3 separate regions of the Pan troglodytes genome follow, and all the other regions are linked to region 2. The links are chromatin contacts, called in public Hi-C and HiChIP or PLAC-seq maps. All regions are on one chromosome and are shown on one strand. The core of a region is the stretch at or near the end of the contact, and the rest is flanking DNA. Distances in the headings are between cores, read along the strand shown.

Evidence for each region. A called contact is a pair of places that touch in the nucleus more often than the background predicts. HiChIP or PLAC-seq counts read pairs in DNA pulled down with a chosen protein or histone mark.
Region 1: a contact with region 2 is called in a Hi-C map of stem cell-derived neural progenitor cells, with 5 times the contacts expected there. The contact joins the enhancer-like site here to the promoter of IRF2BP2 in region 2. A contact is called at or near these places in 1 of 7 Hi-C or Micro-C datasets (stem cell-derived neural progenitor cells) and 1 of 1 datasets of contacts at active chromatin or transcription factors (stem cell-derived excitatory neurons).
Region 3: an H3K4me3 HiChIP or PLAC-seq map of stem cell-derived excitatory neurons shows a contact between it and region 2, with 3 times the contacts expected there. The contact joins the promoter of TARBP1 here to the promoter of IRF2BP2 in region 2. A contact is called at or near these places in 1 of 7 Hi-C or Micro-C datasets (stem cell-derived neural progenitor cells) and 1 of 1 datasets of contacts at active chromatin or transcription factors (stem cell-derived excitatory neurons).

Annotation. Positions count from the first base shown.
Region 1 is chr1:14,403,595-14,407,150 of NHGRI_mPanTro3-v2.0_pri, forward strand. No RefSeq gene overlaps it. Among named protein-coding and RNA genes, the nearest start is that of IRF2BP2, 160 kb to the right of the region's middle. Within about 2 kb of position 1,452, at least 7 of the 24 cell types and tissues checked have an H3K27ac peak or open chromatin away from gene starts, as enhancers often do. A contact at or near this core is called in stem cell-derived neural progenitor cells, where this site is marked.
Region 2 is chr1:14,566,393-14,569,978 of NHGRI_mPanTro3-v2.0_pri, forward strand. IRF2BP2 (interferon regulatory factor 2 binding protein 2) reads left to right here and starts at 1,718. Exons shown (of 2, transcript XM_525097.8): 1 at 1,718-3,443. The coding sequence starts at 2,396.
Region 3 is chr1:14,697,460-14,701,025 of NHGRI_mPanTro3-v2.0_pri, forward strand. TARBP1 (TAR (HIV-1) RNA binding protein 1) reads left to right here and starts at 2,314. Exons shown (of 30, transcript XM_514281.8): 1 at 2,314-3,320. The coding sequence starts at 2,390.

The sequences.
Region 1 (3,556 bases), core at 202-2,701, 160 kb before region 2:
CAATAGAAAGAATATGTATTATTTGGAATGCTTGTGTGGCTTATAGAGCTCCCAACCAGTTCGGGAGTCTTAACACATTGTGCTGAAAGATGCTGAAGGCTGGGTTTCCACTTCCCAAACAATTTCATTCTCTTTAAGAAAACTGCCAATAAAGATAAAAAACATTACAGCCAAATGGAGTCTTGCCTGAATCCCAGGCCCTGCCACATCGCCCGCTGGTTCTATCAGTGGCCAGTGTTCTGGAAAGGCTTCCCCGACATCAAGGAAGCCGGATCCTCCCCACACAGTGATGGGTTCTAGGCCATTTTTGCTGCCTCGGTCTGGGAGCTCACCATCCTCAGAAGCTCCCAGCACCTGGAGATGTCTCGCATCCTGGCTGAACCTGCTCCCTTTAGCAAACAAGGTCAGGATTTATAACTGCTTTTGTGGCAACATCTGGCTTATTTCCCTCAAGTCCCCCGCCACTCTTTTTTTTTTTTTTTTTTTTTTTTGAGACAAGAGTCTTGCTCTGTCGCCCAGGCTGGAGTGCAGTGGCGCGATCTCCACTCACTGCAAGCTCCGCCTCCCAGGTTCACGCCATTCTCCTGCCTCAGCCTCCGGAGTAGCTGGGACTACAGGTGCCCGCCACCATGCCCGGCTAATTTTTTTGTATTTTTAGTAGAGATGGGGTTTCACCATGTTTGCCAGGATGGTCTTGATCTCCTGACCTCGTGATCCGCCCGCCTCGGCCTCCCAAAGTGCTGGGATTACAGGCACGAGCCACCGCGCCTGGCCCCCCTGCCATTCTTTATATATATATATATATTTCATCTATAGTCATTTCATTTCAGTTCAATTCATTCTCTCACTCTCTCTTTTTTTTTCTACTTGTTTGTTTGGCCTTTGGAGATGGAGAACAAGGAGTAAGAGGACTCATTACCCACAGCTAGTGACTTGGGTTAGAAGTGAAAGCACTTCTGCTGGGCCCTGACTTATTTATTTATTTTTGGCCACAGAGCCACAAGGCTCGGTCCCCAGTGAGCCGCCCGAGGACATCTTGTGGCACCATCTGTTCGCCCCCACCCACCCTCACCAACCGCCAGCCTCCGATTGTTGGTGGTGGTGGTGGTGTTTTTTTTTTTTTTTTAAGTTTTTGTTGTTGATTTTATAAATTCTGTAGCTCTGTGTTTTTTAGACTCGGCTTGCTCGTGTCAACGCAAAACCAGGACAAGCAGAATAAACAAAGAGATGCTGGCAGAAGGCTGGGTGTGTCGCCTCAGGTCTACAGATGTGCTGGGGCCACACTGAGGAAGGCCCTCGTGTGTGCATGCAGGGCGCTGGCCGGAGTGCCTTAGGACGCATCTGAAAACTTCTCATTGCCTCAGGGTTTAAAATAGCCACACTTCCTGCTCCTCGGAGAGGGTATGCACAGAATGTGGGTGACTCACCGTCGGTGGTTTTCGATGTGTCTGTCATAAGGAGGTATCATCAAAAGCCCGGCCTGTTTCAGATGTTATTTTTTTCCACCCTCAGCCATGCGGTGCTGGGAGAGCAGAATGCCTAAACCCAGTGTTTGTTTTGAGCGCAGAAAGTGAAGACCAAATCAATTGTGCCGCAGCAAGTAAAAACTGAATGCGTGAGGGGGAAAAAAACTGCAAACAGTGTGAAGACTGAGTTTCAAGGTTCTTGTTTTCAAAAAGTTTAATTATATTTCAACTAAAGCCAAACTGTCAAAACACGGGAGAGTGATCTGCCTGCTTTGAAAATGCATTAGCCTTCTTCTGTAAAAGCCAATAATTGATATCCAAGAGGAAACCAGAGCTGTGGGGGTCGGAGGAAGAAGGAAGACAGCCTCTTAGAACTGCTCAAACGACACTTCCCTATCAACTACGTGCAAAGCTTTAGATCCAGGTTTGTGAAGTGGGAAATTGGAGAGGGGAACAAAGGCAAAGCTAAAACGCTCTGTGAATGGCGAAGGTTTACAATATCAGGCCTGGTTTACGAGACATGTGGGCCCAGGGCACTGTGAATTAGAATTTACATAAGCGAGAACCTGGAAGAGATCCTCAAAATTCTCAACAACAGCTTTGTAAATAACAGCAGGCTGTGCCTTCTTCCCCCTGAGAAACGCTGGGGTGTGTCTGGGCTGCCCCCAGGGCCGGGCTAATGCCTGGGCCCTCTCTTTGCTTCCAGCCCAGCTGGTTTTCAGGTTATCTGGTTGTTGTTGTTGTTTTTTTTCCAGACTCCACTCAGCCACTTCCTCCAAAAATGGACCGTCGGTGGTTAAGTCTTTGCCCTCTTCATCTCAGTTCCCATTCCTGCCTCTCCTTCAGTAATCTCCTAGAACTTTCTAGTTTCTAGCACAGAGATTCTTAATCGTGTTCTTTTGATGGCTGAGAAGTATGTGTATTCTTAAACCACTCTCAGATTAAATTAAGCTTGCACTACATAAAAAATACTGATGGAAGCCATATAACACGTATTTGGGATAGAGCTAGAGCAGGCATCGAACAGATCATGCCAGTTGGAATACAGTATCAAAGAGCTGGGAATTCCCGGCCTACTGCCTGGGTCCGCGAAGGCAGCCACCATTTTCTTCCTTCTTGGGTCAAGCCACTAGCTTCTGGGAGGACCAGGCTCCTCCAGCGTCTCTGTCATTTCCCCTTGATTGCTGATCTTTGAAAACAAGCCCAGGTACCTATCATATGAATGCTGTTAGGCTTTAGAACCCTTTCTTCATCTACCCTGCTGACATGAGACAGCTATCTTTCTCCCAGTGTGGCTGATCCCCACAAATATGATACATTTCTTGTAGCCCAGTGTCGGGTAGAATGAATTTTCTGGTCTATGGTCTAGGACTCTCTGTTGACCTTGGAAAAGAGTTGCCAGATAAAATACCGGATGCCTAGTGAAATGTGCATTTCAGATAACACATCCCTTTTTTAGTGCAAATATACTTTAAATGTTATAATAAAAAGCATGTCCCATGCAATATTTAGAGCATACTTACACTAAACAATTATATGTTGTTTATCTGAAGTTCACATCTCACTGTGCATGCTGCATTTTTCTTTGCTAAATCTGACAGCCCTTCTGGAGCCTCTTGCGTTCCGAATGAATGTGGGTTCCACGAGCCATGAACGAGAGTGAGTTCTAAAGGGAATGGGAGCCAGATTGAGGCTGTGTTCTCCTTGTAAGGGTCTCGTTGGTGCAACCCATCGTGCCAGTCGTTCTCATTCCTGCTCCATGTCTGGGGTGCTCCGTTCACACCTCTGTCAGCGTGCTGATCACTGCCACAGCTCTAGACCTAACAGAGCCATGACAATTGTTCTCAGCTTTTTGGGCTGACACTATGTTTGCTCATCTGGGGGCCTGGCACACAGTAGGTGCTCAGTATATACATAAGCGGAGCTGGTGGCATAGGAAGCAGAAAGCTGGCACCAGGCTTCCTCAGGCCATGTCCAGACAGCAGAGCCAGCCTTTTGACGACCTCCAAATGTCTGGGAAGCCAGCGGAAGCCACCGCACAGCTCACACACATAATGATAGCTTTCTCCTTTCTTATCCCAGACGGTTTG
Region 2 (3,586 bases), core at 468-2,967:
GCAGAGACCTTTAAAACAGGCGCACCTTCTATGGAAATCCCCAAAAGACATTCAAGGTTAGCCTGTAAAAACATTTAGGTCTGACATTACGTTTTCTGTGCCATTTTCGAACAGGTTTTTTCATGTGTTTTAAGCAGCTCCCTCCACTGTTTCTCTAAGGGTGTTTTTCCTCTTCCTTGTGGTTAATCCTTTGAAGCAACCTGGTATTTTCAATAGCAACGACTAGAGAGAAACGTCAGCATGATTTTTTTTTCTCTCCACCTACCAATCCAGTTGTAGGAAAGATAATATAATTAGTACCCTGTTCTTCCCACACTTAACCAGCTCATTCCAGTCTCAAGGGACAGTTGTGGGCCTGTGTTCCCAACAAAAGCAGCTCCAGAGGCCGCCCTTAAAGAGCTTAAGTGTAAAAATCCCAATTGAAGAGCGACTAAGCCTACGTGTATTAGGGAGACTAACGACCAGCCCAAAGTGATTTACCATAACACACACCAGCTCCTCCTCCCGATAAAAGTGTGAAACTCAAGCATTCAATTCAGTCTGGGCTGAGTCTGAGGCTGCCAACGGTGGCAGAGCTGCAGGCCGGGCGGCTGGGCTGGGCTCATCCCGGCCTGGGTGGCATATAGGGCGCAAGTCCGCCTCCGTCGGCGGCCCGCCCTGCGCGACGGCGGGCGAACCAGCCAGCCGGTCGCCCCCACGGCCCTCGGGGACCTCGCGGAGGCGAGCAGGACCCCCCCCCCGACTCGCGCCCTCGCCTCCCGCCACCTCGAGTCCAAGTTCGGGCCCGGGGGCGGCGCCTCGACGCCTAGACTCGCCGAAGGGGGTGGAGCCTGCGCTGTGACGCGGCCGCGCTGGCCGTAGACCCCGGATCCCTGGAATGTGCATTCGTTCCACGAGGCCCTAGTGCCAGCGGCGCCGAGGCACGTCTGCGCGGAGCGTGCGCACTCGCGGCGGCGGCCGCCCACGGCCCCGCGCCCACGTCACGCGCCCGCCGCGCATACCTACATAAGGCGGCCGGGGCGACTGGCGCGGGGGAGGGCTGGACGGGGCTAAGAGCAGCACTTGGTGTTCGGGAGAGGCTAGTCCGAACCGCGCTCCCTCCCCTCCAGAGGGCTCCGTGGAAAACGCGCGAGCCAGCTGGCGGCGCGTGCACGTGGTGCTGGGCTTGGGAATATTCACAGTCTCCCTAGTTAGTAAAAGGGACAGGCGGCGCGTATGTCCTTTCCAAGACAAATGCAAAGCACCAGTGACGGATTTCATGCTTACGTGTCCGACATTGAGCTTTCAAGTATAACTCCTAAAAAACCAGAACTGTGAACCACGCTAGACCTAAATTCCCCATTCTCAGGAGACTGACGGAAACCAAGTGACAAAGTGTCCTTGCATAAAAGAAAAAGAAATGATTTTTAGCACGATTTGGCCCAGAGGCACACTAGAGAAAAACATCCTGAGGGTGGTCGGGACAGCCGGGTGGGGCGCGAAGTGAGGGAAAGTGGAGGAAAAGCACACGATCACTTTGCGCGGTGTTCCGAAGGGAACACCGGCGCTGCGCTGCTGCGCTGCCCCGCGGGCGGGCGGGCGCCGCAGAGCCGGCTCTCCCGGCAGCGCTCCTTCGGCGCGCGGGGGGAGGGGGAGCGCGCGCGCGGGAGGGCGGGCACGCGCACGAGGGGAGGGGGCCCGCGCAGGCGCCGTGCGAGACTGTCGAAGAATCAAGTCTGTAGAAGTGGAGCGGTCGCGGCGGCAGCAGCAGCAGCGACGGTGGCGGCGGCGGAGCTGAGGCGGGCTGGCCGCTGACGCTGGCGCTGGAGAGCGGCGACGCCAGGAGCTGTGAGAGAGCGGCGGAGCGACCCGGGGCCCGCGCCGCGCCCGAGCTCCACGCCGCCCGGCCGCCGCCACCCCGGCGCGGCATGCCCCGCCGCTCGGGCTGAGCCTGCCCCGGCGGCCGCCCCCCGCCCCCTGCCCCCCCGGCCTCCCCGCCCCCCGCCCCGCACTCCGTGCCGGCCGCCGCCGCGACCTGCTGCGCTCCCCCGCGCCCGCGCGGCCCGTCTTCGCCCCGGTCTGGAGGCCCGCCGCGGCTCCGGCCGAGCCCCCGCCGCCGCGCCCGCCGCCCCGCCGCACCGCGCCGCCCGCCCGTGCCCGGGCCGGCCGGGGGGAACTGCTGCCGCGGCTGCAGCCCCTCACCTCGCGCCCGCCGCCCCTCGTGCACCGGGGGCGCTGCGCGGGCGCCGAGCCTTCGCGGGCTTTGCCGCCGCCGCCGCCTTTGCGGCCGCCGCCGCCGCTGGTGGGGGAGACGCGGGGTTGGGGGGGGAGGAGGGCGCGCGTGGTGCCGGTGGGGGGCGGCGGCGCCCCCTCCTCCTCCTCCGCCTCCTCCTCCGGCGTCGCGGGCTCCTCGGACATGGCCGCGGCGGTGGCGGTGGCGGCCGCGTCCCGGCGGCAATCGTGCTACCTGTGTGACCTGCCCCGCATGCCCTGGGCCATGATCTGGGACTTCACCGAACCCGTCTGCCGCGGCTGCGTCAACTACGAGGGCGCCGACCGCGTCGAGTTCGTCATCGAGACGGCGCGGCAGCTCAAGCGGGCGCACGGCTGCTTCCCGGAGGGTCGCTCCCCACCCGGCGCCGCGGCCCCGGCCGCCGCCAAGCCGCCGCCGCTCTCCGCCAAGGACATCCTTTTGCAGCAGCAGCAGCAGCTTGGCCACGGCGGCCCCGAGGCGGCCCCGCGCGCGCCGCAGGCCTTGGAGCGCTACCCGCTGGCGGCCGCGGCCGAGAGGCCCCCGCGCCTCGGCTCTGACTTCGGCAGCAGCCGCCCGGCCGCGAGCCTGGCCCAGCCGCCGACGCCGCAGCCGCCGCCCGTGAACGGCATCCTGGTGCCCAACGGCTTCTCCAAGCTAGAGGAGCCGCCCGAGCTGAATCGCCAGAGCCCGAACCCGCGGCGCGGCCACGCCGTGCCGCCCACCCTGGTGCCGCTCATGAACGGCTCGGCCACGCCGCTGCCCACCGCGCTCGGCCTCGGCGGCCGCGCTGCCGCCTCCTTAGCCGCGGTGTCGGGAACCGCGGCCGCCAGCCTGGGCTCCGCGCAGCCCACCGATCTGGGCGCCCACAAGCGGCCGGCATCCGTGTCGAGCAGCGCTGCCGTGGAGCACGAGCAGCGTGAGGCGGCAGCCAAGGAGAAACAACCGCCGCCGCCTGCGCACCGGGGCCCGGCCGACAGCCTGTCCACCGCGGCCGGGGCCGCCGAGCTGAGCGCGGAAGGTGCGGGCAAGAGCCGCGGGTCTGGAGAGCAGGACTGGGTCAACAGGCCCAAGACCGTGCGCGACACGCTGCTGGCGCTGCACCAGCACGGCCACTCGGGGCCCTTCGAGAGCAAGTTTAAGAAGGAGCCGGCCCTGACTGCAGGCAGGTTGTTGGGTTTCGAGGCCAACGGGGCCAACGGGTCTAAAGCAGGTAGGGGCGGCTGTGAAGTGAGGGGTCTAGGGGAGAAAAGGGGACGGAGAGCAGAGGAGGGGTGGTTCTTTCGAGTCACCATTTTACCCCAGCCCAGAAACAACAAACACCCCACTTCCTGATCTGCCTGAGGCGGAACCAGT
Region 3 (3,566 bases), core at 1,064-3,563, 130 kb after region 2:
TGATCCACCGGCCTCGGCCTCCCAAAGTGCTGGGATTGCAGGTGTGAGCCACTGCGCCCGGCTGATTGAGGTAAACTTTCTGCAGAGCGAAATGCATAGATCTTAAGGGTTCAGTTCAAGGAGTCTTGACAAATGTGTAACAATACCCTGATCAACATAAAATATTTTCATCACCCCAGAAAGTTTCCTTGTGCCCAATTCTAGTCAAATCTCTACTCCCTATATGCAACTACTGTTCTCATTTCTATCCTTCAGGTTACTTTTGTCTCTTCTTGGATTTCATATAAATGAAATCACGAGGATGTAAACTTTGTGACTGGCTTCCTTTGTTTAACATATTGTTTCTGAGACTTATCCATGTAAAGCGGATTAGCAATTCATTGTCTTATTGCTGGGAGCATTATTATATAGATAGATCACAATTTTTTATTCATTCTTCTATTTGATGCACATGTAGGTTGTTACCTAACACCTACTAGGTTGTTATAAGCTCTTGGCTATAACGAATAATGTTGTCAAAAACATTCTTCTGCAAGCTTTTTTTTTTTGAAACATGTTTTCATTTATTTTAGGTAATTACCTGGGGGTGAAATCGCTGAATCATAAAGCAGCTATATTATAACTTTACGAGAAACAGTTTCTAAAGTGACTGTACCATTTTCATGCCCACCAGTAATGTATGAGAATTCCAGTTGCTCCACACCCTTGGTCTTTGCCGTTTAGTGTTTTCGAGCTTTTACATGTTAGCCATTCTCATCAGTATGAAGTGGTACCTCATTGTGGGTTTAATTTGCATTTCTCTGATGACTAATGATGTTGAACACTTTTCCAAGTGCTTATCATTTGTGTATCTTCATTTGTTAAGTGCTCAAGACATTTACCCATTTATATGTTAGATATATGTTGACAGAAACAATAGTTTTCTGCACATTTTATGTTGAAGGTAATTGATATTTACTGACACATGTTAAAAGGGCTTAAAATAGAAACATTTATGCATTTTGTCAATGAAAAACGGAATGACTGAAATATGAAAAAAGTCTTGCCTGTGTAATGTCAGATAACCTTAAAGTCAGATAACTTTATATAAAAATAACTGTAAATTTAAATAACTAATTTTTGTCTTATCCATTATGTTATTATATGTCAAGCTCTTTGAAGTTGGGACCCTGTTTTCTCTATTGACTAAGAGGCAGATCTTTGTGTTTAGTAGTGAAGAAAACCCCATGTCACTGATCTAGTTTGTCTCAAATTGAGCCAGGAACCAAATCCACACCATGCATGCTGAGGTGAGGTTTTCTGTTTCTCTATTTAGCAATGGATGCTGTCAGAAATACAGAAAAGACAGACACAGGGACTATTTTTGAGTTTGCACATGGGAGCACATGCATTGTGCAGGAGGCTCTGCATCCTGGAGTCATCTTGGGCACTTGGCTGTGAGGGCTGGCGTGGGCCTCTTGGTTTTAGCTGAATCCTAGCACATTGCTATAGGTACCTCTAAGGCAGGAGAATAGGGCCTGGAGGCAGGGAACCTAAAAACTCCCTAGAACCAAATCAGATAGAAACACTTCAGCTATGACAGGAAATATCCTCTTCATTTACATAGGGAGTACACCAAGTAAATAACTTTGTAACTTCATTTTATCCTCTTTAGTTACATAGTGTGTACACCAAGTAACCAATTGAAACCTCTATAGGTATTTAAACCCCAGAAAATTCTGTAACCAGCCCCCCTTGAGCGGCTTGCTTGGGTCTGCCCCCACCCTGTGGAGTGTACTTTTGCAATAAATCTCTGCTTTTGTGGCTTCATTCTGTCTTTGCTTTGTTTGTGCGTTTTGTCCAATTCTTGGACCTGGACACCCTCCACCGGTAACACTTCTCACTCCTGGCCTTACGTCTAAATCATTCTTGTGTTTTCATGACTTATTTTTAACGCAGATGTCCAGAACCAATTTCAGACCTACTGTGTCAGTCTCTTTGTGGATGGTGCCCATCATGCAACGTTTGGAAAATAATCTAAAGTGATTCTGCTGTGCACCTTCTGTGAACTGGTTTATGCTCACAGGCACGCCTGATTTAGGGTCCTGGGCAGACCAACCTCCAATCAGGAATCGATGAAGCTGGTGTAGATACTACATTAACTTTTAACGAAGGCCTCGTTTCTCCTAAAAATAAGAGACCAGGTGGGTTCTATCTAGGCAGGGTTGGTGGCAGGAACCCAAGGGAAGCTGAGCTGCACCAAGCCGGGCTCGGATCCCCCTCTCTGCGGCCGCGCGCCCGGCTCCGTCGGCGCACGCGCACGCAGGGGCCGGCCGGTCCTGTGCGCACGCATCGCGCACGCCGGCGCCTTCCTTTGGGAGCCCGGGCCGGTGGCGCGGGCGCTCGGCAAATGGAGTGGGTGCTCGCGGAAGCGCTGCTCTCGCAGAGCCGGGACCCCCGGGCCCTGCTTGGGGCGCTGTGCCAAGGGGAGGCATCCGCGGAGCGCGTGGAGACGCTGCGCTTCCTTCTGCAGCGGCTCGAGGACGAGGAGGCGCGCGGCAGCGGGGGCGCAGGCGCGCTCCCGGAGGCGGCGCGCGAGGTGGCTGCAGGGTACCTCGTGCCACTGCTGCGGAGCCTGCGCGGACGCCCCGCGGGCGGCCCGGACCCCAGTCTGCAGCCTCGCCACCGCCGGCGCTTGCTGAGGGCGGCGGGCGCGGCCCTGCGCTCGTGCGTCCGCCTGGCCGGGCGTCCGCAGCTGGCGGCCGCGCTGGCTGAGGAGGCGCTGCGCGATCTGCTCGCCGGGTGGCGCGCGCCTGACGCCGAGGCTGCCGTGGAGGTGCTAGCAGCCGTCGGGCCCTGTTTGCGGCCCCGCGAGGACGGGCCGCTACTGGAGCGCGTGGCGGGGGCCGCCGTCGCCCTGGCGCTGGGCGGGGGCGGGGACGGGGATGAGGCCGGGCCTGCAGAGGACGCGGCGGCGCTGGTGGCCGGGCGACTGCTGCCAGTGCTGGTCCAATGTGGCGGGGCGGCGCTGCGGGCCGTGTGGGGCGGGCTGGCCGCGCCCGGGGCGTCCCCGGGGTCCGGCCGCGTAGAGGAGAAGCTGCTGGTCCTGAGCGCCCTGGCCGAGAAGCTGTTGCCCGAGCCCGGCGGCGACCGCACCCGCGGCGCGCGCGAGGCGGGCCCGGACGCCCGGCGCTGCTGGCGCTTCTGGAGGACGGTGCAGGCGGGGCTGGGCCAGGCGGACGCCCTGACGCGCAAGCGAGCGCGCTACCTGCTGCAGAGGGCGGTAGAGGTGTCGGCGGAGCTGGGGGCCGACTGCACCTGCGGGCCCCAGGAAGGAAACGGTACCTGCCTCTTTGCCCCCCAGCCTAGTGCTACCTACTTGGCTGCCCCAGAGGGGAGCCTTCCTGCTTCTGAAAACTAGCTTATCGGGGTCGTCACTCCGATCCATGCAGAATTTGGTTATTCCGCGTTGCTCCCCTAAAGCCTGAAAACCTTTGGAACCCCTTCTCGAGGGTGTTCTTTGAAGTCACAAATCACTGCGGTTGGGAACGTTCTGACCCAAAGCCGGTGGAATACAGCACCCGTGG